5 separate regions of the Mus musculus genome follow, and regions 2, 3, 4 and 5 are each linked to region 1. Evidence: chromatin contacts called from public promoter capture Hi-C data. All regions are on one chromosome and are shown on one strand. The core of a region is the stretch at or near the end of the contact, and the rest is flanking DNA. Distances in the headings are between cores, read along the strand shown.

What was found. Promoter capture Hi-C pulls out the DNA fragments that hold promoters and counts their contacts.
Region 2: a contact with region 1 is called in a promoter capture Hi-C map of liver, with 2.4 times the contacts expected there. The contact joins the promoter of Zdhhc23 here to the promoter of Cfap44 in region 1. A contact is called at or near these places in 7 of 39 promoter capture datasets (the 3T3-L1 cell line, hippocampal neurons, liver and 2 more).
Region 3: a contact with region 1 is called in a promoter capture Hi-C map of cranial neural crest. The contact joins the promoter of Gtpbp8 here to the promoter of Cfap44 in region 1. A contact is called at or near these places in 5 of 39 promoter capture datasets (cranial neural crest, embryonic stem cells, liver and 1 more).
Region 4: a promoter capture Hi-C map of stem cell-derived epiblast-like cells shows a contact between it and region 1, with 5 times the contacts expected there. The contact joins the promoter of Nepro here to the promoter of Cfap44 in region 1. A contact is called at or near these places in 23 of 39 promoter capture datasets (the 3T3-L1 cell line, 3T3-L1-derived adipocytes, the HPC-7 cell line and 14 more), 3 of 484 Hi-C or Micro-C datasets (cerebral cortex and embryonic stem cells), 10 of 115 datasets of contacts at active chromatin or transcription factors (astrocytes, differentiating embryonic stem cells, embryonic limb bud and 6 more) and 1 of 9 other capture datasets (adipose tissue).
Region 5: a promoter capture Hi-C map of stem cell-derived epiblast-like cells shows a contact between it and region 1, with 4 times the contacts expected there. The contact joins the promoter of Cd200r1 here to the promoter of Cfap44 in region 1. A contact is called at or near these places in 8 of 39 promoter capture datasets (cranial neural crest, frontonasal cranial neural crest, hematopoietic stem and progenitor cells and 5 more).

What each region holds. Positions count from the first base shown.
Region 1 is chr16:44,390,477-44,396,413 of GRCm38.p6, reverse strand. Cfap44 (cilia and flagella associated protein 44) reads right to left here and starts at 1,615. Exons shown (of 35, transcript NM_001033247.1): 1 at 1,566-1,615.
Region 2 is chr16:43,975,729-43,981,273 of GRCm38.p6, reverse strand. Zdhhc23 (zinc finger, DHHC domain containing 23) reads left to right here and starts at 1,465. Exons shown (of 5, transcript NM_001007460.2): 1 at 1,465-1,815; 2 at 2,098-2,366. The coding sequence starts at 2,224. Gramd1c (GRAM domain containing 1C) reads left to right here. Exons shown (of 17, transcript NM_001359085.1): 17 at 1-924. It overlaps Gm46552 (a long non-coding RNA gene), which reads right to left and starts at 1,401. Exons shown (of 2, transcript XR_001781930.1): 1 at 1,036-1,401.
Region 3 is chr16:44,744,113-44,750,200 of GRCm38.p6, reverse strand. Gtpbp8 (GTP-binding protein 8 (putative)) reads left to right here and starts at 3,838. Exons shown (of 6, transcript NM_025332.3): 1 at 3,838-4,202; 2 at 4,708-4,806. The coding sequence starts at 3,864.
Region 4 is chr16:44,722,197-44,728,073 of GRCm38.p6, reverse strand. It overlaps Nepro (nucleolus and neural progenitor protein), which reads right to left and starts at 3,773. Exons shown (of 9, transcript NM_145972.4): 1 at 3,606-3,773; 2 at 892-1,046. The coding sequence starts at 3,711.
Region 5 is chr16:44,763,221-44,769,412 of GRCm38.p6, reverse strand. Cd200r1 (CD200 receptor 1) reads right to left here and starts at 3,677. Exons shown (of 7, transcript NM_021325.3): 1 at 3,341-3,677. The coding sequence starts at 3,404.

The DNA.
Region 1 (5,937 bases), core at 366-2,865:
TGCTTGCTTGCTTGCTTGCTTGCTTGCTTGCTTGCTTGTTTGCTTGCTTGCTTGCTTGTTGTTGGGGTTCTTATCTGATGGCAAACACAAGTCTAAAATTCTCTGCACACATGATCTCACTTGCTTTTAAAATACAAGGCAGATGCTAATATCACAATTTTGCAAGTGAGAAAGAAGAGCAGTTAGATATTTCGTCCTTCCCTATCACCCACCTCATGCAATCTATTTCCAAGACGCGTTGCCAAATGGCCAGCTATGAAGACTTATGCTTTCACCCTTGTCCTCACCTCTTTAAGTACCAGGCTCACTGTCCCTGTCACTGCAGATACCCTCTGCTCCTACTCTGTTTCTCTAATCCATTTTATCTTTAAATTTTCTTTTCATGGGAGCTGGAGAGGAGAGATACCCCAGCAGTTAAGAGCACTGGCTGTTATTCCAGAGTACCAGGGTCAAGTTTCCAGCACTCCTGTGGCAGCTCAAAACCATCTTTACTCCAGTCCTAGAGCAGTCAATACTTTCTTATAGCCTCTGTGAGCACTGCACACATGTGGTACACGGATATACATTCAGACAAAGACTCGTACACATAAAACAAGAGTAAACAAAACCTTTAAATTTTCAGCTTTTCGTTACATTTATTTATATCTTCTTTGTGGGTAGGTGGGTACATGTGTGGAGGTCACAAGACAAATTTGTGGACATTCTTTCCTTCCGCCATGCAGGTGACAGGGATGGGACTCAGGTTGTCCGGCTTGGTGGCGAGTGCCTTAACCCATCGAGCCACCTTGCCAATCTTTTAATCTGTTTTCTGCCTTGCCCTTTGTATTCCTGAGAGAGCTACCAGAGCACCACTATGTTACAGCTTCGTCATCGAGTGACTGACTCTGTTGCCATCACAGAAGAATGCAATACAAACCCTCATCACGGTGCAAAAGCCCTTCGTGGTGAGGTTGCAGATCGCTGCTGCATCTCACACCCACTCTGTTCCTACTCCCCTTTGGCCCCTTTTCTCTGGTGTCTTACTAAGCAGGCAAGTAAGACTACTCATGACTAACGAATACCCTGTACACTCGCTCCCTACCGCCTTTGCCTATTACCAGCGTTCAGCTGCACTCCTGAGACACTTGGCCTGCATTTAAATCTTAACAAGAACCCTAGGAGGCAAACACAGCCATTCCCCCCCCCCCCCCAGATAAGGAAAATAGTGTAGAAGGGCCCACTGAGAAGGCTCACAGCTAAGGGTGGGCAGGGGTGGCTTTGTTGACCCAGGCACATTTCCAGCAGGCTTTCTTCTTCCCTCTGTGGTGACCTAACTTCTCTGGCTACCTGGTTGCTTCTTAACCTGCATCACCAGTTCCCTGCAGGCTGGAGCTGTGCATGTCTAACCCGCACTGGTTGCTTCTGATGTTTGCGTTGAATTACCACAGGAGGACCGGGGAAGTGTTCCAGAGAAATTGGACCATACTAGTTCCACCTAGAAGGTGGAGTTCACTGCTCTCTGAGTCGCTACCAGATTTAAGGGAGACTTATGGGGACAGCCCGGCCCAGGCTAAGAGCCCACTTACCGGAGGTGTTCGCTACAGCAGCTGGTTTCTAGTCACACCCGCCCAAGGACTCCGTTTACTGCGGTTGCCATAGCAACGTCCCTCCGCCTGCTGGTAGTGATGTTGGGGGAGGGGAACAGCAGGCTATTAGGCGCATGCGCAGCATCCCCCAAGGTTTTTGCCTAAACTGAGGTGTTGCCACAGAGTCGTCCGTGTGCCCTGGGGAAGAAGCTACTGCGACACCCCCCACCCTCAGGAAACAGAAGCCCAGCATTCCAACAATTTATGAACCAGATGACAGAGTATTTGGGTACTTGCCCAACTTTCCAAACCGGCCAAAGGGTCCTAAGGCAATTATTTGCCAATTAAAAACAAAACTTAAAATGGTGTGGTCTTGGCTGCAGAAGGCAGCTTCCAGATACATCAACATCGAAGACGAGTATTTTCTAAAGCTTACCTGTGTTTTTTAAAAAGTAAATAAGGGTTGTGTTGTGAATTCTTGCTGTAGGAGGTGGGCAGCAGCAAGAGGATTAATTTTGGGTTTTTGTTTTTAATCTGCAAGGTATGTATTGGACAAAGGACTTGTATATAAAATATATGACGAGCTCATTCCTGTTTTGTTTTGTTGTTTTTGTTTTTGTTTTTGTTTTTGTTTTTCAAGGCAGGGTTTCTCTGTGTAGCCCTTGCTGTCCTGGGACTCACTCTGTAGACCAGGCTGGCCTCGAACTCAGAAATTCGCCTGCCTCTGCCTCCCAAGTAATGGGATTAAAGGCGTGCACCACCATCGCCCGGCTCATGCCTTTAATAAAAAGGCAAATAACCCAACAAAAACTGAACAAAAAGTTTTGAAGCTACTTTATGAAAGAAGGCATACAAATACCAATGAACAGACCAAATAGGTAAGGCATCACTATCAGGGATGAAATACAAATTAAGATGCAACAACTCAGCCACCGAGAAAGAAAAAAAAGACTGACCAAATACTAGATAGGATTAGTAGTAACAAGAGAAGGTATGTGTGACTAGTGAGAGTATAAATGGGATGTCAGAAAACCACTTAATTTCTTGAAATTTAATCATGCATTCTTATGTAAGGCAGTAATTCATCTCTAGTTTTGCATCTAAGACAAATGAAATATTTAATCTCCTTCATAGTATGTTTATTTGTAACAGGTTAAAGTTGGAAACAAGTCCAGGCATTTGGTATCGGGACACTTAAGTACAAAATTATGGCACAGTCATACAATCAAATACTAATACAGAATACAAAGGTTTATCAATTGACACACATAACGTGGGTCAATCTCAAAATCATGTTGAATGTGAGAAGCCAAAATAAAGATACTGTTGTTAATCCTGAGATTTAACAGGAAAAAACCAATTGCACCATTTTAGGCCAAACTTGAAGCAAGCTTTATTAAATATTAAATACTGACCAAGAGATGGACTTTGGTCAGGACCACTCCCTGGAACTTCCCAGCTGAGTGGCTCTGAGACATCTATTGCAGGGGTTTATAGGACAACCCCATAGGCCACAGTACTGTGTCATGAGGTTTTTATTATATTCCAAGAACCACAACTCCCAGCATTCCAGGAAGTTACCTGGTCCTTGGGCAGGTGGGGCTTACAGGTTAATTTCGGGCATTACTGTATTTTCTGAATGACTCCATTTATATGAAATTCCAAAATAATCTTTGGGGACAGGAACCACATGTATAGTGTTTCCTGCTGGTGTACAGGTGGTAGGGCTGACAGAGATGGACATACAAGGTCAGAGGGATTGGTACTTTATATGCATCCTAAAATTGACTGGTAAATTAAGGTCTAAGCATTTCACTGTACATACATTGTATGGTAACTACAGCATTTAAAAGGTAGAGGTGGCCCACGTAATTTTACAAGCCAGATACAGTTTTCAAATAGACAATATTAATTTCAACACTAAGGCTGAGGAGGTATATGAATAACTATTAATTCACGAGGAAAAAGTATCAGGGTTCTGAACAGGGTGATTTTTATTTTATTTTATTTTATTGTTTGTTTGTTTGCTTGTTTGTTTCCAAGGCAGGGTTTCTCTGTGTAGCCCTTGCTGTCCTGGAACTCACTCTGTAGACCAGGCTGGCCTTGAACTCAGAAATCCACCTGCCTCTGCCTCCCAAGAGCTGGGATTAAAGGCATGCGCCACCATTGCCCGTTTTGGACATCTTTTGATAAGACATTTAACTTCGTGGCCTCTAGTTAAGAGCAAATATTATTCTCCGTTATCTTCCCCTTTGACCCAGAGATAATGCTCTGAGGTCAGACATTTCTTCCCTACCCCATTGAGCAAGAAATTTCCCCAGTTACCCAGGAGTCTCCAATTTATATCCAAAGTTTATAGAACATGAAGCCACGGAGCCAACTGCAATTCCACATGTAGCAGTTCACAAGGTCTGACCCTAGAGGGCGCACACCCCTCAGCCGTGTGCCTTCTTCAAGCTCATATCCCATCATGCTCAGCTGCCCAGGAAGCCTCGCTTGCATCCATGCAGGAACGTTTCCCATCAGTGACTCATTGACTCTCCTAGTCATAATCTAGCTAATTGAGAGCTCAGTTCATTCTCCTTTGTCCTCGTTTCTAGGATTCTAGTTTTACTAAACCACCCACACCCCACCCCCAAGTTCCTTACAGTTTGGAGACTTCTAGAGAAGGTTTTTCTTCACGAATGGAAAGGAAATAGGCACTGCTGACAATACTCTATTTCCAGTGTGGGTGAGACCTTTAGAGCTGTATGCACTGGACCGCAACCAGGAGACAATGAGCCATGAAGGCTAAAACCGTGGAGGGTCTAGCAGACTGGGTTCTTGACCACATGCCTAAGGCAGGGCACCACATTTGGACAGTTTTATTTCTGCATTTTTGTCCTAATAAATAGAAGTACTAGTTGGGACACAGAAAACATCAAGGGAGGATCTATATGCATAGAAAGAATTGTCCTCAAAGCATATAGGAAAGTACAGAAAAGAAGCGGCTAACTCCAGAGATCAGCTCTGTTCTAAGCCAGGTCTTATATATAAGTCCAGCTCAGTGGATTAGATAAAAGCAGAGGTCTAAAATATTGACAGAATTCAATTTTTTGTGATTTAACTTGTTAAATCAGTCTCTCCTCCATTCGTGTGTGTGTGTGTGTGTGTGTGTGTGTGTGTGTGTGTGTGTGTGTGTGTGTAGAACATTCAGAACATGCACACCCGTGCATGCAACAACAGCATTAAGAGGGAAAAAATAAAATATTCAGATTGAAAATAATGACTTTCAAGACCTAAAAGGTATATGTTGGAGGACGGGGCCAAAATTAAAGATTAGGAAAACATAAAAACATGTGCTTAAGTGGAAACTTCAAGTTTCTTTGGAAAGTCGGTTATGTCAAGTGATGTTTTGTTGGGGCACACAGGTGAAAGGATGTCTTGCTAAAGCAGACACATGAAAGCACATGTGACGCTTTAGAAGGAATATATACATAAATACATACACACACACACATATATCCCCATGGACAGTAGGAGCTTGAGCACTGATTTGCATCGGCCCCGCTAGTCTTCGCTGAGGACATGCATGCATTGGTTCGTCTTACACTGCATCGCTGAGCTTCACCTGTGGTGACTTCATAGAGAGAAACTCAGCAAACAACTTTTCATGAGGTACCCGTGGCTTCTTGCTGCTTCTGCAGACTTGGGCTGGTGTTGGGGATTGGTTGTAATGCTTTGCCTTAATTTGGCTCCCCAAATCACACGGGAATCTATGTGTCTAGACACTGAGGGTCCCTGTCCTCAATTGCTTTTTGATTGACCAATAAGGAGCCAGAGCCCAGTGGCTAGGCAGGGTGAAAAAGACGGGACTTTTAGAATTTCTGGGCAAGAAACAAAGAGGGGAGAATAGGGGATTCTGCCATGAGGAGGGCATAGGACAGACCACGTCATGAAGGAGGATAAGATGGCCAAAATGTAGGTAAAGGGGAAAGTGGCCTTGTAGGAGGGCTGCCCAGAAGGAAACAGGGCAGGAAAGATAAAATGTAGATTTAGAAAGTGTTAACTCAGGAATACTGGAAGGTAATGTGTATTAGCCACAGTGAGGTTAGCCCATCCATTGACCTAGTTAAGGGATATCAAAATATAAAGGTTGTGTGTCCTTTCGTTTGCAAATCCAGAGAACTTCCAGTACGGTCAACCAGGGGAGCTCAGAGCAGATTAACTATTCACTGCTACAGTTGGTCGTCCTTGTCGAGGGTTTCTTCTGGATTGAACTGCACTTGCTGATTCCTGTGTGGTGTCTGCCAAGTTGACTGGTCTGTAGTTGCTGATTCATATTGGGTGTTTGCTGGTAGATTGGACTGAGAACGGTGAAGACTGAATTGCC
Region 2 (5,545 bases), core at 216-2,715, 410 kb after region 1:
TTTTAGAAGTCGTAAGATTATTATAAAATCTGGGCATTCCATGACAGATCAAATTGAGTCCATGAGTAATGCTTAGATTCAGCTTAGCAACACCCATGATAGAGGTGGCCCATCAGGTAGAAAATAATTAATCACTTTTCAGTAGCAGCTAACTTGTCTTGCTGGCAAATTATAAGCTGGACACAAACTTGCACTCAGCAATAAAGACTGGGGGGCATGCAAGCTGACCGGAGTTGAGAGGCGCAAGCTTGGGCTCTCGGGAAAACCACTCAGGCACTTGTGTCAGCACCAGTGGTTTGTGAAAATAAGGACTTGGCGACTTGACTTGAAATTAGCTGCGTCCCCCGGGATTTAGGAAATGTTCAGGACGTATTTATTGTTTTGTTCTCTAGCTGTCTTTCTAGAACACGCACATATATTTATTTTTATTGAATATCCATTGCCTTTAGTCAATGTTTCCTTTCCCTCAGTGTCACCAAAGCCAAATGTCATTGCTAACAATGTTTTTGAGACGCCTGTAGGGAATAAAAATACTGGCTAAAGGGAAGGGTTTCTCTTCATGAATCCTAACTAATCTCCCTGGGGCAGGGGGCTTCGGAGTAATACCTTCTGTTCTGTTCTGTTCTGTTCTGCTTTGTTTTGTTCTGTTCTGTTCTGTTCTGTTTTGTTTGTGATAAGAACATAGGAAGTCTCTGGCTGTGAGTTTGAGTGACTGGATTAGAAACTTCAGATTGTTAAATTTAGAAAAATGTTAACTGTCAAAGTGAATGCTTTTGTGGTTTCTCTTAAAGCACTTCACCATATACCTCAAAGATTACCAACGTCACTTTGTAGATAAAACACTAAATATGTACGTAGAATTAATGAGATCTTAATCTGTTATGTATGGATTGACTTCAATAAAACCGGAAATGTTTAAGTTGTCGTTTTTTCTTCTGTTTCTGCTTAAAACCAAACCAAAACCTAGAAAGCCTGGGGTAGGGAAAACCTGTACGTAGGCCCATAGTTCTTACAGATTTGTGCTGCAATACAAACCCAGAGGGGACTCTCTTGGGCAATTTCATTGCAAATGTGCAGACTACTGAATCAAAAGTACCACCGAGGCCTGGCTGGAAAGCAGCTCCATCCTCCAGGACTCGCGAGCGAGAACAAGTTGGATAAGCCGGGCTTGGGGTCCACAGCGGGCCTCAAGGGAAGGCGGGCGACTCGTGGGGTGGCACCTCTGAAGGCGGCCAAGGTGCGGATCGAACCCCAACGCCTGTTGCCGGCGCTGGAGGACCGCAGGCGACCGGCGGAACTCTGGCGGCGCGCGAGCGCCGGGGTCCGATCCCGCACCCCGGCGGCACCGCGAGGGCCCCGGCGCAGGTGCGAGGTGGCCCGGCCGGAGCGCGGCGGGGGAGGGGCCTCGTGGGCAGGCGGCGCACGTGCGGGCGGCGGGATCCCGGCGCCGGGGGCGGGGCACCCGGAAGCGCGCGCCGACCTGCGGAGCGGCGACCGGGGGCGACTGGCTCGCTCGGCAGGCGCGCGCACCGGCGGTGCTCACAGGTGGGCGACTCCGCCCGGCACTCCCGAGCCTGCCGTGCGGGGTCGCAGGCTCAGCCGCGCCCAGGGGAGTCGGTCCTCCTCCCGGTCCCCGCCTCTGTCGGGAGGGCAGGTAACTTCCCCGCCAAGGTCATTCTCCAGGCCCGCCCACGCCCTCGGAGCGGCGGGTTCGGAGTGGGCTGGACGGGCGACCTCGGGGCTGCTGGGGCTCCTGGCATCCCCGGGCCGGTGGGTGGTTGCAGCGCCAGGGCGTCGCTGCCTGCACCTGCGAGGGTGAGTTTCCACGGCGCGCAGCCTTGGGGTGGGGACAGCCCGGCCCTTTGAGCCGGCACCCTCAGGTGAACTGGGCCGCCCTAGCTCTGCTGTCCCGGGCCGCGTGGTCGGCTGTCGCCATGGGAACGGCTGGTGCCCAGATGTTGCTAGCCTAGCTGGGAAGGGGAGGGGAAGGTGCTCAGAGCCCCAGAAGTCAAGGAACCCTCCTGTCAGGCCACGCGGAGCCCGAAAAGCCTGATGAAAGCAGGACCCTTCCCCCCTTTTCATTTTTTTATTGCTCAGGCGTTGGCGTTAATGAGAAGCAAGGATGTGTTTACAGGATGTGAGTTGAGTTCTTGCCACCTTTACCTTCTGTGAGCTTCTTATGCCTCATGGTGACAGGTACAAATCCGTACACTAAAGGGCAATATGAAGCCAGTCAAAAAAAAGAAAACCGAAGAACCTGAATTGGAGCCCCTGTGCTGTTGCGAATACATAGATCGAAATGGGGAAAAGAACCACGTGGCTGCCTGTTTGTGTGATTGTCAAGACCTCGATGAAGGCTGTGACAGGTAAGCTTACAGTTTCCAGATGCTGACCCCACTGGTTCTGTTGAGACCTACATATGTATATATATTCCTTCAGGTTTGCCGTCCAGAATGCTGAGGTTTGTTCTTGCTATTCCAAAGGATCTAAAATAGAGGATTGGTTTTTTGCTGTCAGGTGTGAGGATTTTAACAGTTTTCATTTTAAAGGATCATGGAGGATAGTAGGGTAGATTAGATGTATATAAGAACGCAATCCAGCACACACACTGCAAGTTTAAATGGACACTCCAGAAAGTTCTGTATTTTCAGTGATCTTAGTAGGACCCATGCATGGGGTTGTTCTCACGTGGTCACATGAACTTGAAGGGTAAAAGATAGCTTCTCTGTTCTCAGTTCACCCTGTATTTCCAGAGAGAGAGGCCATGTACACCTTGTGGGGAGTGACTGTTTTTCTGTGTGTAGCAACACAGTCCTGGTTGGAATATTGTCTTATCTTTGGCCTTTACTTTTACCACAATCTCAGCGATGGAGATTGCTATCTAAAAAGAGAGTTTTTAACCTCTGTTAAAACCAGTTTGTATCAAGCAGCAATAAACTGCTTTTAGCCATTTTTCTAAATATATATATTTTAAACATCTGCTTATGGAAGGCATAAAGTGATAGGAAGAGGGATGTTGGAGACAAGCTTTTCCCAGAAATTGTCCCTTCTGGCTACACAGTCATGGTGACTGTAGATTGTTAATCAGGCCAAGAACAGCTTTGCATGGGGACCACTGCAGTCTTCTGTCACTCTTGACTGGTAAAGCCCATTACCTCTTTGTTCCTTGTCTCTTTCTATAGTATTTCTTTTTAAATAGGTAGCCTTAAATATAGCTTCTTGAGACTTAGTCTAAAATCCATCCTGAGGAAAATAGAGCACTTTGCACTAAGGAATGGAGAGTGTATGCCAGTTCCATAATGGCCATCATTCAGGAAGGACCATGGCTTTGCCACTAACTTTGCTAACTCTTCCTCTCTCCTAGCCCTTGGGGCCTGAGCTGTCCTGAGTTCTCTCCTCTGCCCTATCTTTTTTCCTGGAGACAGGCTGCCCTGTTCCCACCACTCCTACTACTCTCTGACTCCAGGTGATATCTCCCATTCACTTTAAGGTGTGTCGTGCCTTTAAAAAAAAAGCCTACAGTTATTTTTACCTAAACTACCTTTTCTTTCTCGCCTGTCTTAGTCCACTTAGGCTGCTGCAACAAAATACTTCAGAGTGGGTACATTACAAGTGATGGAAGTGGACTGTCTACGGTTCTAAAGGTGGAGAAACCCAAAGTCCAAGTGCTGGCAGATTTAGTATCTAGTGTGGCCCCTCTTCCTCATGGGTGGTATCTGCTCAGTGTATCCCCACCCAGCAGAATGGATGAAAACCCTGCCTTTCTTGGTCTTCTTTTGTGTGGATGTTAATCTCATCCACAGTGTGTTCTGTTGACCTCACACTTCCCAAGAGCCCCACCTCTGAATAAGATTGCACCGAGAGTTAGGTTTGAACTACATGAATTTTAGCCACTAATATTGGATCATTTGCAGTCTACCTCTGCCCCCTCCAAAGAATGTCTTCACATGAAAAACATACCCCGTACCTCCTAACAACCTCCAATATTTAATCATTCAAATGTCAGCACAGACATCTTAAGTTTCCAGAGTGGTCTGGGTGGCATCGAGTAAATCAGAAATGGGTGAAACTCATGAAGGCCTCTGCATGAAGCTGTGGGCCTGTGACTAACAGGCTGTTGGCAGTAGAGAGGTTAGGAGTGCTTCTTGCTCTTGCAGAGGACCAGGGTTCAATTCCCAACACCCACGTGAATCTACAACTGCCTGTAATTCCAGTCCCAAGGGAGCCAACATGGTCCTCTGACCTCAGTGGGTACGAGGCACACATGTGATACATGGTATATACATGTAGGCAAAACACTGTACACATAAACTAATAAAAAGTAAAGAAGAAATAACAGACTGTGAACTTTCAAAACACAATAGTGGGACATTCTTTGAAAGACATTCCCAGGGTGGGAAAGAGAAATGAGAAAAGGAATGGCACATCCCATACCCACAGGACAAATGACATGTGTGATGCAAATATCCTACCTTCCAGACACAGTGCTGAGCTAGAAGTATGGCTTTGCTCCTACTGTAGCTCTCATGCATTGGAGTCTTGTGGTTGCACAGAGCTTGTGGGTGGCTGGCTCCACCATCCTGGGTCCTGGTCAGTTCTTCCCCTACAGCTTTCCTAGGCATTGCCTGGTGAGGCTCTCTGCAGTGGTCCCATACCCACTGGTACACAAGGCAATGCCCTCATGAGGGCTCTGTGGTACTTCTTGGCCTCAGCCTTGACATTCTTTGGGACATTGTTTGACATCCACGTGGATAGAGTAATGCCTCCACAGCTCTTGTATTTTTTGGGGCTGTAGAACTGGGAGCAAATGATGCCACCCACATTTACCGCTGATGCCCTTGGGAGTAGAGGCCTCAGTAGTTTACATTGCACCTGGGAGTATCTGTGGGACGAGGAATGTGGGGAACAGAGATTTGATGTGGTACTAGGGAGTGGGTCCTGAAGTTTCATGGGCGTTCTGAGCCATTTTCTGTGAAACCATGCTGCCATTGTGTACCTGGCATTGGAGGCTTCTGCCTGGAGCACAGTCACACCCAGAGCTTTAAAGGGTCATCCTCCTGTGGTCTTGGTGCATACCCCAGGGCCCATCCATACTGATCTCAGATGCTCTCCTCCACACAGGCTTGCAGTTACTGTAAAGACAGGTTCAGAGGCCAAGAACTTTCCAAGTCTTCAAGTTATGTTTCCCCTTTGGTTATACATTTTTTTTCTTTAAAGTCAGTGTATGTGTGTTATATGTATTGTGTGTGTTTCTGTGCACACACACATATGTGCTCCTGGTGAAAGTGTTTGATGTCAAGTGACTTTCTGAATCGTTTCTCTGCCTTATTTTTTGAGACAGAGCCTTTCAGTGAGCCTAGAGCTCCTTTATTTTGGCCAGAGTAGCTGACCAGCAAGTTCCTGGAATCCCCCTGTCTATTCCCCTCACTCCCCACAGCACTAGACTCTAAGTGCATATCCCCACGCCTTTTTATTTTATAACGCATGTGCCTGAGTATGCATGTGTGTTCCGTGGCTTTGATGTGTAGGTCAGAGGACAACCTGC
Region 3 (6,088 bases), core at 2,589-5,088, 350 kb before region 1:
TTGAAAAAAATCTTGATGGAAACAAATTTTTATTTTTTTTCCAGAACCCAAATCATTCTAAGAACTCACCTCCTACACACCTAGTATTTGATATTTAATCTCCAAATCTCTTTAGAGAAATTTGTCAGCATGGCAGATACAATCTTAAAGGAAGCTCAAAAAGACTTCGTAGAGAGAAAAAAAGAACAACAAAAACGACACACACAGTTCTTTGGAGACATTGTCAAAAGAAACATTACTAAGATATATTAAATTAATAGATAAATATAGATAGATATAAATAAAATTCAATGATTTGATAAACTACACAAAATGGTCATGAGAAATATGTCTGTTATTTCTTTGAGATAATAATATAGTGACTCTCACATACAATAACCTGTACCCATAGAATAAGTTAGGTAGAAAGTGATGTAACATGTTGCATGCATTGGAGTCACAAACCTGGGTCAATGTGAATAATAGCTTATATAATTGTTTAATAGGAAAGTGGCACAAAGTTTTTTTTAAATATAATTAAAGAAAACTGTTAATTGCCCTGGAGAGATAGCCCAGTGGTTAAAGACATTTGCTGATCATCCAAAGGACCTGGATTCGGCTTCTAGCACCCACGTTGGGACATTCACAACTTCCTGTAACTCCAGTTCCAAGAGACCCAACACTCTCTTCTGATCTCTGCTGAAATCGATACATACAAGGCACACACACACACACACACACACACACACACACACACACGCACATGCACACGCACACACAAAGATAAAAATAAAATTTAAACTTAAATAATTTATCCTGACAGTTGCTATTACAATTCAGGCAATTTATGTATGGAAGTTTTTCCATGTCACTCCCCATATAATACCCTCTTCAACCCTACTATTACCTTCCCAATGCAAGCCATCTTCATTTTGATATGATCAGGCCTTTTTCATAAGTGATACTTGGTACTCAAATCAACTCCTTTTCTAGAAAATATTCAATAATTTTTTTCAGACCGGCTCTATATAGTCCAGGCTGGCCTCAAATTTTGTAGGTAGCTAAAAATGCCTTTAAGCTCTGGTCCTCCTCACTCTGCCTCCCAAATACTTCCATTCCAGACTCCAGTGCTATGCTTAGTGTTGTCACAAGTACATTGTAATTATTGTTGTAAAGAAGGGGAAAGTGAAGGCAAGAAAGGATCTTATGTAAAATCAAACAGTGAATACTAACTAGTCTATTACCTTTCCCAATATCCAAAAGCTAGTTTTCCCAATGTCTCTAATCTCACTTCTACCTAGCCATTCAAAGTATGGTGTGTCTAAACTAGATAAGAGCTGCTCTCTGTGCTCTCTTGTTCTTGCCTTCTTACTCCCGCTCTGTCCTCTCACCCTTCTCCCCTCTCTCCACATACTCATGGCCAGCCACTACTTTTTTACTTTCTCTCTCTGTCTCTCTGACTCTCTGACTCTCTGACTCTCTCCATCTCTGTCTCTCTGTCTCTGTCTGTCTTTGTCTGTCTCTGTCTGTCTCTGTGTGTCTCTCTGTGTGTCTCTCTGTCTCTCTCTCTGTCTCTCTCTCTGTCTCTCTCTCTGTCTCTCTCTCTCTCTCTCTCTCTCTCTCTCTCTCTCTCTCTCTGCCTTTCTCGGTCCCTACTACCCTCTCAACTCCCCTCCCCATTTCCCATGCCCTGAATAAACTCTATTCTATACTTAACAAAAACCAAAAACACTTGATCTCTGTGAGTTCTGAACTTGCTGACTCTCTGATATCCATGATTCTGTCTACCTGCCTCGGCCTTACAATGCTTACCTTCTTCTTGGATCAGATGGAATCCCTAAACTTGATACCTACTGGATTTACATCGTTCAGGGTCATTTGGAATCAGTCATTCGTTTCAGAGACAGACAACAATGGAAAAATAACTGTGATGATCTGTAAGAATGGCAAAATCTCTTCACTGATCTACCAACCTTCTTCCTGTTCTTATCAGCTAAGCCTGGCAGAATATAGTCACAGCACTTCAGTCACTTGAATTTTAGTGAAAAATCTTAGCTCTAAATCTGGGTGTGGTAGTACATCACTCTGAAGGCTCAGACAGAATGATCACGAATTTGAGGCCAGTCTGACCTATGTAATAGACTCTGTCTCAAAAGCAAACCAACTCAAACAAACAAACAAGTGCCTATAAGGATTATATACAAAGTGTGTAATACCTGTCTACATCATACTAAATTTTTTTATGTGTTAACTCTGTGATGAACTGCTTCAGTTCTCAAAATCAAAGCCACTTCTTCTGAAGGATGATCACAAACAGCCCAACTAGGAAAGAAACAAGGCGTGTAATAATATCTGGAAGTGAAGCATTCCAGACAGGCATATGCAGCAACACAGGGGCATATTTGCTTCTTACATCAGTGGGCTACGTTACATTTGAGACTAGAAGATGTTGGGGATTTTCACTTGCATTTTAACAGGATCATGTTTGCCATTACATTGGGAATATACCTGAAGGAGAAACAAGCAATGATACACAGCTAGATTTTGGAAGCTATGCCAATAATCTAGGTGAGAGACAAGGAGGACTGGGAACACGATGCTAATGTTAGGGTCTGAGAACCCCCAGAGAATGAGACCCCAGACTCAAATAATATGCAACAGCAAAGAGCGTCTTTCAGCAGAATTCGGCATGCAAAGGTCGCTCCATTTAAGAATGGAGACACCAGTGTGTGCTCTGCAGGGTCAGTTTAAAGCCTGTTAGGGTGGCAGTGGGTGTCTTTTATCTTTTGTTTTTTCTTGATTAGTTGGCTCTATCTCCAGGGATATGAGTCCTTTGTGATTTGTTAGGGCTCTGGGGACTTTCCAAGGTGGTAAGGCACCCTTGGATTGGCTGTCTGCAGCTGTGGTTGGATGGCCATGGGCTCCTGAATCTGGGTCCTCATTTCTGGGAAACAGAAATAGGCCTAGACTCCCAAACTGCCAGTTTACAGCCTGTCATGGAGTCAACCTGGCTCTGGCTCTTTGATCTTCTGCCTACAGTAGAGACTAGGGAAGAGTTTGATTACAAGTGTCCATGGAAAACACAGCATATGTTGACTCTAAAGTTTATGTGCCTGCTATATGCAGATGCTTTAAAAAGAAAATAATGGAGTGACAGGGCACGGAATGATTAAATGCTTGTGGTGGTTTAAATGAGAATGGCTCCCATGAGCCATTTGAATAGTTGCTCCCGAGTTTAGGGAACTGTTTGGAAAGGGTTGGAAAGTGGGGCCTTGTAGGATTAGAAGGTATGACTGTATTGGAGGAAGGGGGTGTGTATTTGGGGGCTTCAAAGGACTCCAGTTGTTCCCAGTTCTGTTTCTGGTTTATGGATCTTTGTCAGTTCTCAACTGCTGCTCCAACGCTCTGCCTGTCAGAGAGATACCGTCCCTTCTCTGAAAACGAGTTGCAATTCCAACCACATTTCTCACCAGCTTATTTAATTTTGCAAACGTGTTTTTCTCGGTGACGTGAACTTATGATAAATGTCAATCGACGATAAAACGACCGGAAACAGAAGGCAAAGCGGGCTTGGAATCCACTAGTTTGTCCCTATGGTTCCTTCCCTTGAGACTCAAAGATCACAGGACAAGGTAAGTTTTTCGCATCTGGAAACCGCTGAAGACCAGAACACGCCAATCTGATACATAGTTGGTAAAGCCAAGGTGTTAAAGAAAGTCAGTGGGGTTTCCCCCTTTCTGCCCGGAGGTGGTGAGAAGCTTGAGCAGGTGAGGAGACCCTAGAAAACTACAATTCCCAGCAGGCGCTGCGGCAGCGAGCTTTCTGTCTGGCGCTGTCCAGACCCTACTAATAAAATCCAGTCGCGAGGATTCTGGGAGAGGAAAATGGCAGCGGCTAGGTTGAGTCATAGAATGGGAAGGCTCCTTGAGAAAGCGCCAGCACTGGGGCCTTGGACCCGGGTTTACAGCACGTCCCCTGCCTTCGCAGAAGTGCTAAGGCTGCCACAGAAACAGCTAACGAAGGTAGTGTACCCGCTGCGGGAACTGGGGCAGCACCTCGCCGCGGACTCGGGGCCTGGCCTTATCGAACAGAGACTCTTCGACCCGAGCCTGGAGGACATCGGGCGGGCGGAGAGCATCTTTGAGGCCACCGCCCGGAACCGCATCGAGTACCTCAGCTCCGCCGTCCGCCTCGACCACGCCCCGAGTTTGCAGCAGCCGGAGGTGAGGTTGACCGCCGGGTCTACTGTAGGTGCGAGAGCCTGAGTCGGCCTGTGCTCATTTCCTGTCACCCAGCGAGAGAGCTCGTAACAGCAAAAGAAAACACTCCGTGTGGATGCGCCACTCGTGTGCGGTGCCCGTGGAGGACCGCAGTGAGCCGCAGTGTGGGTGCTGGGAATCCAACTCCGGTGTTCCGGAAGAGCCGCCCGTGCTTTTATATTTTCATTTTAGTTTATGTGGGTTTGCCTGCATGTATGTCTGTGTACCACATGCCTGTTGCCTTCAGAACCCAGAAAAAGACATCAGTGCTCGCTGGAACGGGAGTTTCAGGCAGTTGGGAGCAGCCATACGTGCTGGCTGGGACTTGAACTACAATCCTCTGGCAGCAAGCGCACCTAACCATTGAGCCACGTCTCCAACCCCGAAAGTACAACATGTAATAAATAAGCCACTGTTCAGCCCTGAGAATACTAAGTACTCCATTCTCCCTACCTCTCTCTCATACTAGGTGTGTTTCATAGGCCGAAGCAATGTTGGAAAATCCTCTTTGATAAAGGCCTTATTTTCCCTGGCCCCTGATGTAGAAGTCAGGATCTCAAAAAAACCGGTATGCTGGGTATCTCTTGAATTTATAAAATGAGACCTAAGTATTGGCAGATGCAAGAGATCATAATTGCTAAGTTCCTAGAGAAGAATTTTTTTAAAAAATATGTAATAAGGTAAGACATCATTAATGTCTGTATATTCTCTGAGAAAAACAAAAGTATAGCTGAATTGATTTTAGTAGTCTTGCCAATATCTAAAGGAAAGCATTGTTGTTCTAAATTTTTCCTTAGTTGACAAAGTTAAGTATTTTATTGCTGTTTTCTTCTATAATAATGAATGTCTAGTTCTACATTGGTTGTAGGGAAAAAAGGGTTTAAGTTGCTTTGTCCTCTATATTCTTGTGTATATTCCAGATGTGTGTATTCTTTTACCCAAGGCCACTCTGTGCCTTTCTTCACAGATAGCTCTGATCTTCTGCCCTTCTGCTATCCTCTCCTTCTTCTCCTTCCTTTTCATTGATGCAGCCAACTGGTACCTAAAAGAACCTTTTCCGAAATCTCACCGCTGGCCCCACTTACCTTAGTGTCCATCTGACAAAACACTTCCACCAGCTGTGACCCTCACTGTTTCACCCGCGAAAGTTTAAGCCCTTTCATGAAGCTAGCTTTCTCCTTCCCACTTCATGGAGTAGCGTCTCTGGTTTCATCACAGGGATTCCATCCTTCACCACTCTTCCTCCTCACCACAGAAGCCAGCTAAACGGTGAATTCTAGACAGAACGAATCCCACTCTTGTATAAGAGAATGATAGAGAAGGTGTATTCTTTTCATTCTCAAATACACAACTCTAAAAACACTTTCTAACAGACAAAGACGCTAACCAAGAACTTAATCATCGCTTACGAAAAGCCCTCTCCTTTGATATTTTATACCAAACAATTGACTCTAGTTTGTCTTTCCTTTTCTGATTCCTACGTGTTTCATGAATGCAAAAGCGCAAGTAGCCACATTGTGTTATCTTTGCATCAATTTTAACTTCACTGTTGTAATTGTGGGGTTGTACATTCTTTAAAAATTATTTATGAGGACACTAAACTGCACATGCAAAAACATCTTGGTTTACAGAAACACTAGTCTGCAGAGGATGAATGTCAGACTTCGGATCTGGGTGTTATAAGAATCTTTGTGATAGAATAAATGTTTGATCAGCACTTTTAAGTTATTCCTCTGTATACATTGCTCATCAGAGAATTGGCTGATGGCAAACACAGCCTTAATCTGGGTGGTTTTCACAGACAGCAAAATAGGAAAGATCCTAAAATATTTTGTCTGTGTATTTCTAAT
Region 4 (5,877 bases), core at 2,524-5,023, 330 kb before region 1:
TCTCTTGGGCCTTAAGCAGTAGGAGTCTAGCTAACCAGAAAGAGTATGTCTGTATAGTGAGAAACTCTGTCTTTTTCATAGCTGTAGATCCAACGCACTGCCAACAGAGAACTTTGAGAAAAATAAGTAAACACTGGAAAGATGGCTGTGTCACACAGCGCCCAGCATGCTGAGCTTTTAAAGGTACCTGCAGCGTTACCTAAGTGGCCACATGAACGGTACATGCAGAAGCCAGCTTCAGCAGCTCTCTGCCATGTTACAGTCCTGGAGCTCAAAGTCACAGTGTTTTCTTAATCTAAAATGTACATGAAACCATTCTACACCACAACTTACCATAAACCCACTTACACCAGCACACTGCTGATTAGATTATGACTCCAAAGGAGTAAACCACAACCCTAAACCACAACTGTTTTCTTTTTTAAGATTTTAGGGTTTAAATTAGTTTACTTTTGAACTAGGCAAAGGCACTGTTAGACTGTACATAGAGAAAGTTAAACTGGAAAGAATCAAAATACACTTGTTTGCTTGCCTGCTTGCTTGTTTCATTTGAGACAAGGTCTCTCTACATTGCCCTGGCTGTGCTGGAACTCACTACATAGACCAGACTGGTCTCAAACTCATAGAGATCCACCTACCTCTGTCTCCAAGTGCTGAGATTAAAGATGTGAACCACCACACCCAGCTTTGAAACATGCTCAATTATAAATTACTTTTTGAAATGATTTTGGAAAAATCAAAGACCAAAAAAGCTAAAATGTAATTGTATCTTAGAGGCTGAAACATCAAAACAATATATGAACTTTGCATGAGTAACAAACTAGTAAGTGGCAGTGTGAGCCTCATGTCCCTCAGTACCCGGCTATATGTGGAGCACAGAGCTCCCCTCACCTGTCTGAGGGCCAAATGGGGCTTGTGGTGGCCCAACCTGTTGTGATTGCTGTAGAGAACTGAGCATAACACATCTACTTCCGCATCCAAGGTCTGGCTCTTGAGTGACTGTGTGACAAGGTGGCACCCTTTAGTGACAGCTGCAGTGCAGATATCTAAAGCAGAGACAGTTAAAACGAGACTCAGTATGCAATCCTATACTTACTGCACCCACCGGATGAGAAACACACTAAAACAGTCTACCTCATTTGCTTTAAAGAACTCAAAACACAAACTGGCCTCAACTATAAAAATTAAGGATTCTACGAAAGACACTGGAAAAATGAGGGCAGGTGATCAATAAGGGAACATGTGTTAAATATTAACATGTGTCTGTCTTTACATCACTTTTTACCGTGACTGTGAGTAATAGACTGCTTTTACAGCTATCATTTGGTGTGCACTTACACCCCGAATATCAAAAAGCCTGGCCATGTTCCATCTATCTATAAACCCCTCACTTTGCTCTGCAGGTGAGCAAGACAGCATGCATACAATTACAGCCTTCAAAGGCAAAGGAACTGTATTTGGATACAACTTTTTTCTCTTTTTTAAGATTTACTTATTTTATGAGGACACTGTAGCTGTCCTCAGACACACCAGAAGAGGGCATCCAGCACCATTTCAGATGGTTGTGAGCCACCATGTGGTTGCTGGGAACTGAACTCGGGACCTCTGAAAGAGCAGTCTGCTCTTAACTACTGAGCCATCTCTCCTGCCCCATGAATACCACATTTTGATAAGAATATACAATACATTCAGCCCTCTACCTGTGAGCACCATCTGTGTATTCAAGCAACCTCACACTGAATATAGCCCCCCAAAATTCCATCTGTAATGTCATATTGTATAGGATTTCATAAGCAAAGTAGATAGTGTTAATGTATACAGAAAGATAGGTCCTACTGCAAATACTATCTACCATGTTATATAGACTCGAGCATGTACACATTTCTTTATAAGGAAGGATTCCTAGAGCCAATCCTCTGTGGATATCAATGGGAAACTACATCCAGAAAAGAGAAACCACCAGGGCCACTGGAAATTGTATTATGTAACTGAATGGTTATACAAATGTTTCCTAATCGGAACATGAGCAGCTGGGAAGCAGGCGTCAGGCTCCATCTGGTGGCTCAGAAAGGAAACACAAGCATTCTAAGTGAAAAGCTCTGTCCTATCTGGAGAAATTAAATCAGCTACCTGGGTGATGAGGAGTTGGTGAATTTCCCATAGTAATCTGTTTTTAAAATTGTGACTAAGGAATTAGAAAGAACTTAAAACTGCGTAGGAAAGATAGATGGGAAGAGGGGTGAGAATACTCGATAGGTTGTACTTAGTTAACAATTACCAAATGTGTCTGTAATGACAGCTACGGTCATTTGACTGTCAAACCAGGCACTGTTACAAATGCTTCGTGGTATCAACCTTTTCATTTCCCCAATATGGCCAAGAAGCTGGTACTATTTTTTATCCCCATTTTTGACTGGGGTAAAACCTGTCTTAGAAATAACAAAAAGTAACTGACAGTCATAGGACCAAAAGCAGCTTCAAAAACAAAAAGTTGGATGTAACCGTGAAAACTACAGTATTTCGTAGCTGTGTCTCCCGGTAGCTGAATGTCCCTTCGTGATTAAACATCCTTCAAGCTTAGGTAGGCTGCTCTCGCTCTGGCGCACACCTTTAATCCCAGCACTGGGGAGGCAGAGGCAGGGGGACTTCTAAGTTCAAGGCCAGCCTGGTCTACAGAGTGAGTTCCAGGAAAGCCAGGGCTACACAGAAAACTCAGTCTCAAAAAACAAAAACAACAACAAAAAACTAAGGCAACCCAGGTATTAACTCACAATTCGAAAGACCCCCACCTCATTATAATATTTAGGTTTGAATATTTTATTACGTTTTGGGGGGGTCGGGGTTGTAGCACAGCATTAAATCCAGGGGGAGATGTAGAACATATTACTTGCAGAAGTTGGTTCTCGCTTTTTACCACGTGAATCCTGAGAATCCTCATTTCGGCTTGGCCATACGCATGGGCCCATCTTTTCGTCCCACCCACCCAATAGGCTTTTCTAAAGGATCATGGGAAGAACGTTCCAAACGAGAGCCGGCCCGTGATTTGGGAGCGGGTAAATCAAATCGCCCGATCCCTCTTATATGGTTAACACCTCCACAGCATATATACTAACAAACTAAATTAAAACTCACAACACAGACCCCACCCCCACACACATCTCTTTGCGAGTCCCTGTTTTCTAAACAAACTGCTCTAACTATCTCATTTTTCCCCACTTGAGAAGAACCGAGAGACCAGAGTAACTCCCTCGCCCAGTAAGGGGAAAACGAGCTCTTGTATTTTAGAGACAAGCCGGAGGTCCGAAGCCCCGGCGTACGGTACTTGGGTGACAGCCCCGATCCTTGGGGACAGCACAGGACCCAGGCAGCGTTTGGGGGCTACACATGCAGGGCCGGGACTAGTCGTGCTCTCCTGTTCCAGCACAGTCACGGCGAAGCCCAGGCGCTTGCCAGCAATCCTCATGCCACACTATCCAGGCCGGACCTTCCGCCTGGCGCTCCCCTTCCCGGCGTGCCCCGCGCTCAGGAAGTCCCACCCCGTCCCACGTGAGCCCGCCCGCCGGTTCCCGGAGACACGCTAGGACTTCCTTGCCGGCCACACTCACCCAGGGTGGCGCTGGGGTCCCGCACGGTCAGCGTGCTGCAGTTCCCCGCCTGGGGGATCCTCACGCGGTTCCACGGCTCCGCACCCGGCCGCACCGCAGCGGCCATCTCGAGCGGCGTGGGAGGGCCGGGGAAGGCCGAGCGGAGCGTGAGCGAGTTGAGCGGCCTGGGCAGGAGAGGGAGGGAGGGAGGGGACGAGGGCGGAGCGGGGCGGGCCGGAGGTGTGGGGCCCGCCCCGGGGCGGAGTCACGGCCCGTTAGACCCGCTGGGAAAGGAGAAACGTGTTAGAGTATTCTGAGGCTCCTACATTTTTAGAGCAACTTCGAAGCTATGCATTTTACTGATGGATCCGAGTGAGGCCCAGCCTTTTAACTCTTACTCGGATATTTTGAAAAGAAGAACTCGCATCATATCAGCAAATGTGACATTCGTCACGTAGTCACGATTTATTTGGAGTAGTCAAGGAAAACTATATAGCTTGGATATAGCTCAACTTCAATAATTACAAAAAACCCAGAGGTTGTCTTGACCACCCATTATCACCGTCATTTTCTCCGACAAAATATTCCAGGCTCTGCTGGTTCTGATCACTGATTACTGGTGATTGTTCGTTTTAAGTCCTTGGGGCCTTCTTGCTTCTGTTCATAAGGTTTCTTTCGCAGGGTGGAGAGGAGCAGTTGGTGGGCATTAAGTGAGACTGCCAAGTTGCTTCATTATGTCTGCGGATTACCATATATTATCCCAAAAAGGTAATTTCTTCAGACCTCAGTGTGCTTGGGGGTAAAGACTTCTTAGAACAGTGCCTGCTGTACAAATTTTTACTCTTACTAGACGTATTTAACGCAAGTAATCTTGCCCTACTGAGATGCTCTCTGTCCTGTGTGTTCCTTACAGATAATTGCTCGTTTTTGTTTTTGTTTTTTTGTTTTTTTTTTTTTTCTGTTTTTTTGGGTTTTTCGAGACAGGGTTTCTCTGTATAGCCCTAGCTGTCCTGGAACTCACTCTGTAGACCAGGCTGGCCTTGAACTCAGAAATCCTCCTGCCTCTGCCTCCCAAGTGCTGGGATTAAAGGCGTGTGCCACCACTGCCCAGCTTAATTGCTCTTTCATTTGAACCATTTTGAAACAATCTCACTTCTTCAGTCAGCTCTGGGATCACTATCTTTAATAACACTTCGTAAACTATCCTCACACCATAACGACTTAAATGCCCCTCTAATGCACTACCAAATTACCTGTGTGTTAGTTTCCTATTTGGGCTGTAACATATTACCACAGACTTAACAGAATCAACATAATGTTTCTGGACTTGTGGAAGACAGAAGATATTTTAGTTGGAGATGTGTCGTGTGTGCACGTTGGAGGCTAAGGGTAGTGGTCAGGGTCTTCCTTTACCACTACCCACCTTTGCTTCTGAGTCAGGCTCTCCCGCTGATCCTGGAACTCAGTGTTTGGTGATCAGTCCCCAGAGGCATCCCTTCTCCATCCCAACCCTCTGAAACGCCTTCCTAGCCCCAGTTCAGTCTTACTGAGCTAAAATTAGCTGTTTAATGGGCTGTTTCCTTCTGAGGGCTTTAAAGAAGAGTTTCCTTGACTTTTCCAGACTTTTAGTGGTTGCTGCATTCTTTGGCACATGTCCACATCCTCCATGTTCAAAGTCACTACAATAGCATCCTGCAATATCTCCCCCTGTTCAGAGACAAGGAGAGATAGACTCAAGTGTTTAAGTAAAATAATCCACTTGAACATTAAAAAAGCTGTATTATGAGCCAGAAAGAAAAGATAAGGCAGCTGTAGACAGAGATATATTTGTGATGCAATGATAGAGATAAGGAACGAAAGAATGAGAGGTCTGTGTTTTCCTAAAGGAAGATTCACGGTCATAATGAAGAATAGAGAGAAGGGAATGGTGTTCTATATTCTATGAGCAATACATACTGAAATTGAAGCTTCTAGGAACTGGGCACATGGAAGAAGTACAGGATAGTTTTTAAGTCATGCTTGGAAAACTTGTAGACTCTAGAGAAGGACTCATAGACACAGATGGCCACCAAATATGTAAAACCTTACATACCTTAATAATCCAAGAAATGAGTATTACAATAACTGTGAGGTACTATTAAATAGAAAAAATGATGTCCTTTGTTACTGCATGCATGTGCGTGTTCATATATAGACACACATACACAGTCTCTTTTGTATTCCTTAAAATGAGAAATAAGCCTGGCTTGGTTTCACACATGTAATCTTAGCACTCAGACTGGGTAAAGTGGAT
Region 5 (6,192 bases), core at 2,428-4,927, 370 kb before region 1:
TGTTGGGTAGCAACATCAGCTTACATTCACCTGGTCATACTGAGAAGTTAGTTTATCACAGTGAGTACCTTCATTGATTCCACCTTGTTCTAGCCATTTTGAGCTGGCCTCACCTAATCTAAGATCTGTATCAACTAATTTCTCAAGCTCAGAACATTTCTTTCCTTCTAGTTAAGGCTAAGCATAGTCCCTGTAGGTGATATTGTCTCCTTTCCCATCTCTTCCTAGAACTTGCTCGCTGTTACACAGAGATAGTTATGGCTCCCCAGACTGAAGACAAACATTTCTAGTGCTTCATCTCTCATTTGCCCGTCTGTCTTGCCTTTGAGGGAACATCTGCTTTCTATATGGTGCGCAAACTCTAGATCTTTCTGTTCTCCCCAGGGTGGATAGGCATGTCCATCCTTCATGTCCTTCCTCTACAGTTCCCTTCGCAGCCACGAATGCCATAGCACAGAACCTTCTACTACTTCAACTCCTAATTCAAGCTTTCCAAAGTGTGACTGCCAATCAACAGGATCCCTCTGTCACATTCTCCAAAACTACTGCCTGAGATTATTGCTTCTCCTTACAAGCTAATAGACGGCCTCACCATCAACTGCACAATATCCATATTCTCTCCCTGTTAACGAGCCTCAGAAAGCAGCCTCATCCTTTATTATATTATTATTATTATTATTATTATTATTATTATTATTATTTAGCACATTGTTCGTGCAAGCTGGATCTCATTGTCTCACAGAACCTCCGGGTCTCTCTGTTCGGTGACACACCCTGCCTCCCAGTTTCCTTCTCTATCTATCTTCTTTATCTGTCTGCCAAAACATGTGGGTCAGGGCCCACTCTTCTATAACACTCTGTCTCAAACACCCCCCCAAAAAAACTAACATTCTCAACACACTATGGTTTTAATATTCCTCACATTTTTTACTTCAATATTTTCTGACTTACAATGTTCCTTAAGGATTTCTTTTTTTTTTCATCTCCCTCATTTAGATTGCTGGGAACTTTTAGTCAGCATTCTTGCACATGAGACACACACACACACACACACACACCTCTTAGTATTCTTATTCGCCAGAATCTTGAACATTAATGTCCAAAGGAAAACACACCTATGTGTTATGCTAACTGGCAAATGTATAGTTAGCACAAACTTTAAAAAGGAAGAAAGGGGTTAAATCGATGAGGCCTGTTCCTTGCTTTTCTGATGTGGCATTTAATCTCTATAGGGCTCAGTGTGTCTCCTCCTGTTGGTACCTGCCCCCTAGTGGAAGGCAAGGAAAATGAGTCAAAATTCTTTTAGGGAAGAAAACAGTAGAGGATTGTTGGTTCCTTTTTCTTGTTAGCAACTCATATTGGCAAAACCAGCAACTTCAATAAAAGGTGGGGTGATCTCAATCAGGACATGAAACTATAATTTGAACATAAGAACTTTGAAGACAATGGGACAAAATAAGGAGAAAGAAAAGCCACAGTCTGTGAACATGGAGGTCGTTCAGCCACGCACAAGATTAGATTCTTGTTAACTTCCCCTCGGGTGCTTTATTAAATAAACACCACAGGGTTTGAAGTTTAAAGTAAAATTTAAAAGTAAATAGGCAAAACAAGAGCATTCTATCTATCACTCACCCTGATGCCCTGCCCTCTCTCCTGTGCGAATGGATCTTACACAGAGGGAGCTACTCCTGTCGGCAGCAGCACTAAGCGAAGCCATAAAGTCTCAGCCCTGGCTGGCTTTCAACTCACAATCCTAAGTCATTCTTGGTGAACTTGTCATGTCAAAGCATGTGTATAAAGAAGTAATTTACTGATTGGCATTCTAAACGTTTGATGATTTTCTGATGCCAGCTTGGATTTCAGAGACTTGGAGAACGTAGTGTCTCCAATGCACGCCTTTAATCCCAGCACTTGGAAGGCAGAGGCAGGTGGGTTTCTGAGTTCAAGGCCAGCCTGGTCTACAAAGTGAGTTCCAGGACAGCCAGGGCTATACAGAGAACCCCTATCTGGGGGAGGGGGGGTGGGGGGGGGAGGACCTTTCAGCTTTCAAAATTCAAACTCTGCTATGTTTCCATTTTGTTGCTTTTTTGTCTGATCTACTAATACACAACCTGACACAACCTGACTGGGCTTTCCCTGTCAAATTGATCCTGCACAGACTTTAAAGGCTTTCTAGAGAAGCCCAACTACTGAAAGACTCAGGACACTCCCCCCCCCTTCAAATTATAAACAAATAATTAGCTTAGCGTTTTCAGCTGTGCTACAATGGGTGCCTCTCAGTGAAAAGCAATCCGGGTAAACTGCACACTCCAATGTTTTGTGGTGCTTATGGAAATAAGTACTGCGGACAAAGCACTTCACCGCCCTAAGCTTAGGTTCTAGCTATGTGAAACGGAGCTTTCTTCCATCCTGACCTCAATGGCTTGCTATGCACATCAAAAAGAACAGATAACTGAAAATTCTCAGCAGAAGGGTGCAGTGGTGGATCATAGTTATCTTACGTGTGCTCACCAGTAAGACTATCATGTGATGTTCTCTTTCTGGAAGATAGACCAAAATGTGATTTTTAAAGGAATTCTGGTGAAAGGAAAGAAATACCGTGTCTCCTTTAAATTGTTAAACTATACATTTCAGAGCTAAGTCTGTTGTTCCCTCGTAGCTACTGCAGCTACTAAAAGTGAAACATGAAAAAGCCTCCTACACGAACTCCCACCACCCTTCTACAGTGAAATCAGGACACCCGCACGGTAGCCCCAAATTCTATTGAACTCCTACAAAACTGCAGACATTGAGGCGTGCACCTCCTGATTCAGAAAGTGACTCCTGTAGCCCACATATCTTCAAGATAAAGGCAAATATACATCACAGATACACCAGTGTAACTGTATGTGTAAAGCCTGCAGTCACGAAAAGTGTCAGGAAAAAAAAAAAAAGATACGTTCCCAACTTACACTGTTGGCGAGGGAGACCAGAGATGATAGCTGGTTGTTGGTTTGGTTTTTGGTTTTTGGTTTTCCCCAAGAAGAAGATACAGAGACCCCCATGTCATTTTGATTGCTATGAATATGTGTTTAATTTATCCTGACCTGTCCTGAAGGGGGAGGGGAGATGAGGAAGCGACAGTGGAGGACATTATAGAACACAAAGCAAAAATAAATCAGACAAAGCAGAAAGTAGAGGTGACAAGGTAACCCATATCTGGAGCAACCCTTATCTCTACAACAGAAATTGGCTTGCGTTACCCAGCGAAAAGGGACAAGGCTTAAATGCTGCGCAGAACAGGTCTCTCCTCCCTTAGTCATTCTCCCCACCCACACCCCCCAAAAAATTTCAGACTCACCAGCCACAAAGACCCCCCATATTAAGAGCACTGCTAGGGCAGAAGTTCTCCAAAAGCAAAACATTTCGGTTTTCTGGTTTTCCGCCGCTCACTCGGTACTTTTTCTCCTCAGAGGTAAGGGAGCAGCAGTGACCATAACCCGGATCCCTCTTCTCTCGGGTTGGCTTCTGCGTGGTAGCGCACCTCTTAACCCATCCGCAGGGAGCAGCCCCGTCCTGCCTGCCAACTCCTTCCACTCGCGTGCTTTAGTCTGGCTTGGAAGAGAAGAAACTTCTCTGGGACTTGACACAGCAATGGATTTCCTGTGCAGAACCGTGAAGCAAAGACAGAGGAAGCTGACTGAGTGGGTTACTTTCAGCCCATTGGCTCTTTCTCTTCTCCTGCTGCTCACAGATAAACTGTACAGTAAGGCTCTGAACATGCCCAAGACAGATGGATGTGTCTAAACCTCCATTCAAAACTGAAGAGGGTTATCGATCGATTTTCGCCGCGTGCTTGTAAATTTCCTAACCACAATGAATTTCTGGAAAGTTCTCCAATATAATAATAATAATAATAATAATAATAATAATAATAATAATAATAGTGTGTATACCCTTCCTCAGTCTTTAATGCAGAATAAATATTTCTACTTGAAAATGCCATGGTGAGATTACTATCTAGTCTGGAACCCCACACATAATGCTGGGAGCATCAAATGCGTTTTTCTATTATTTTCTATTATTTCTATTATTACCCTAACAATCCCAAAATGAGAGGCTTAAACACAGCACTAATGCACTGCCCGGGAGTCAAAAGTCTGAACGTCATGATATGGGATTAAAATCAAGGCGTAGCCAGGCCTTTGCTTCTTCTGGAGACACGACCTTTTCCAGCACCCAGATGTCTCTGCGCTCTAGCCTGCGGCCATCGGACATCATTCTAACCTGTGTTCCATTGCCATAGCTGATCGCCTGATGATGACCCTTCTGCCTTCCTCTTACAAGGTCCTTTGCGATTAATTTGTCCAATGAGCATTGTCTGTTCATCCGAAGATCCTTAATTTAATTACATTCACATAGTCCCTTTTGCCACATCAGTGAACGTTCAGTCGCAGACCTCTGTGGGAGGCTCAGTACTGAATTTCCATTCTCTTTGACTTTCGAGGAGTTAGGTTGTTGTAGTCACAGATAACCGCCTTTGAGTTGTCATAGATCTGAGAGTCTAACTTCCCAGAAAAATTCTGTGTAATGTTACTAGTTAGTATAAACTTAGATTACAGTTGAGAAGAAGGAAAAAAAAAAAAAAAACCAAAAAACCTCTGTGGTAAGAATTTCCTACCCCTGAGCAAAATGCTCCAGGAAGAGGAAGAAAACATTGTCAACAGGAAAAAAAGATAAAACAGCACGAATTTTCAAAGTTAGCAATTCCCTCTTCCCTCTTGCCAAACATTAAACTCTATATATTACCCTCCTCCACCTCTCAAGCTTTCTCAGTGCACCATTCTGATTCAAAGGAACAAGGAGATAAGATCCTTAAGAGAAAGAAAGACTTGAAGACATGTCATTTAAATTTAAATACTGTTTTTCCATCACAAGAAGCTGTTGACACTGTAGGTTCTGAGGACAATCTGAGCAGTGCTTAATTCTCTGCCAAGCAACCTCAATGATACTGGTTCATTTTCTTAGCTGTGTCTGTATTTCTTTTCTATTTGATATTATAATGGCATGAGCTTTTGTCCATGTCATCAAAAAGTTTTGATGATCAGGGGAGCGAAATGGCTTAGTAGGTAAAGGTGTTTGCCACACAAGCCTGTAGACCTGATTGCAGTCCCCAGCAACTACATCAAAGTAGAGTGAGATAACATAGCCAGCCTTCACATTTGTACGATGGCATGTACATGTACACACACAAACATACACACACACACACACACAGCAGAGAGAGAACAAATTCTTTAATTTTGTTTTTCTTTTTTTTTTTATTCTTCTCTTCATTATTTATTTTTGAGATGGGATGGACTCAAACTTTCTGTGTATCCACGGATAACTGGGAACTCCTGGTTCTCCTGTCTTCACCTCCCCAATGCTGAGATTATACTGTGCCATGTGCTACCACAGTTAGTTTATGTGGTCCTGGGGATGAACCCATGGTTTCATGCATACTAGGCAAGACACTATAAATTGAGCCACATTCACAGCCTCGAAATTGTTTTAATTACTTTTGTTTTAAGTTACTTTCATTTGTTTTAATGATATAAAACAAACAATGATAAAAAACGAAAAAAACAAAAAAAAAATTGAAGCTAAGCTTCAGAGACCTTCTAAGTGTCCAATCAAAGGATTTCATGCTTGCCAATGGCCTGGCTGAGTTCTTCAGGTTCAGCTCCCATCCCCTCACAGCCCTGCCCCTCACAGCCCCACCCACCCCTTCAAGCAGTGATCTTTCAGACTCTCTCCTTGTGTGCTCATCTGAGAACAAATCACAGTCTTTAACCAGCTGTGTAAGAGTTGACTCAGTAACTTCCACACCATGGAGTTCATAAAGTAGGCTCACCAAGAGTCTACTTTGTCTCTCTACTTCTTCACACCTTCTGCCCTCAAGTCCCACAACCCAACTTTCCCAAGCCCCACCTTCTCTTCTTAAGGAGAACAGGTATTTACATTAAGGCCCCAGAAGCTTACTACCACTTCAGTTCTCTCTGAAGATGTACAACGAACATGACCACTATAAGAGAGGCACGTGTGCATCTTGTAAACGCTTCTCTCTGAAAAATCTCAAGGTCCTAGTTTCTCCCTGTGTCTACTTTTTGGTACCCGATCCCAGAAACCAGGACAGAAGAATGAAGAGAGATCAAGAGAGAGAAATTGCTC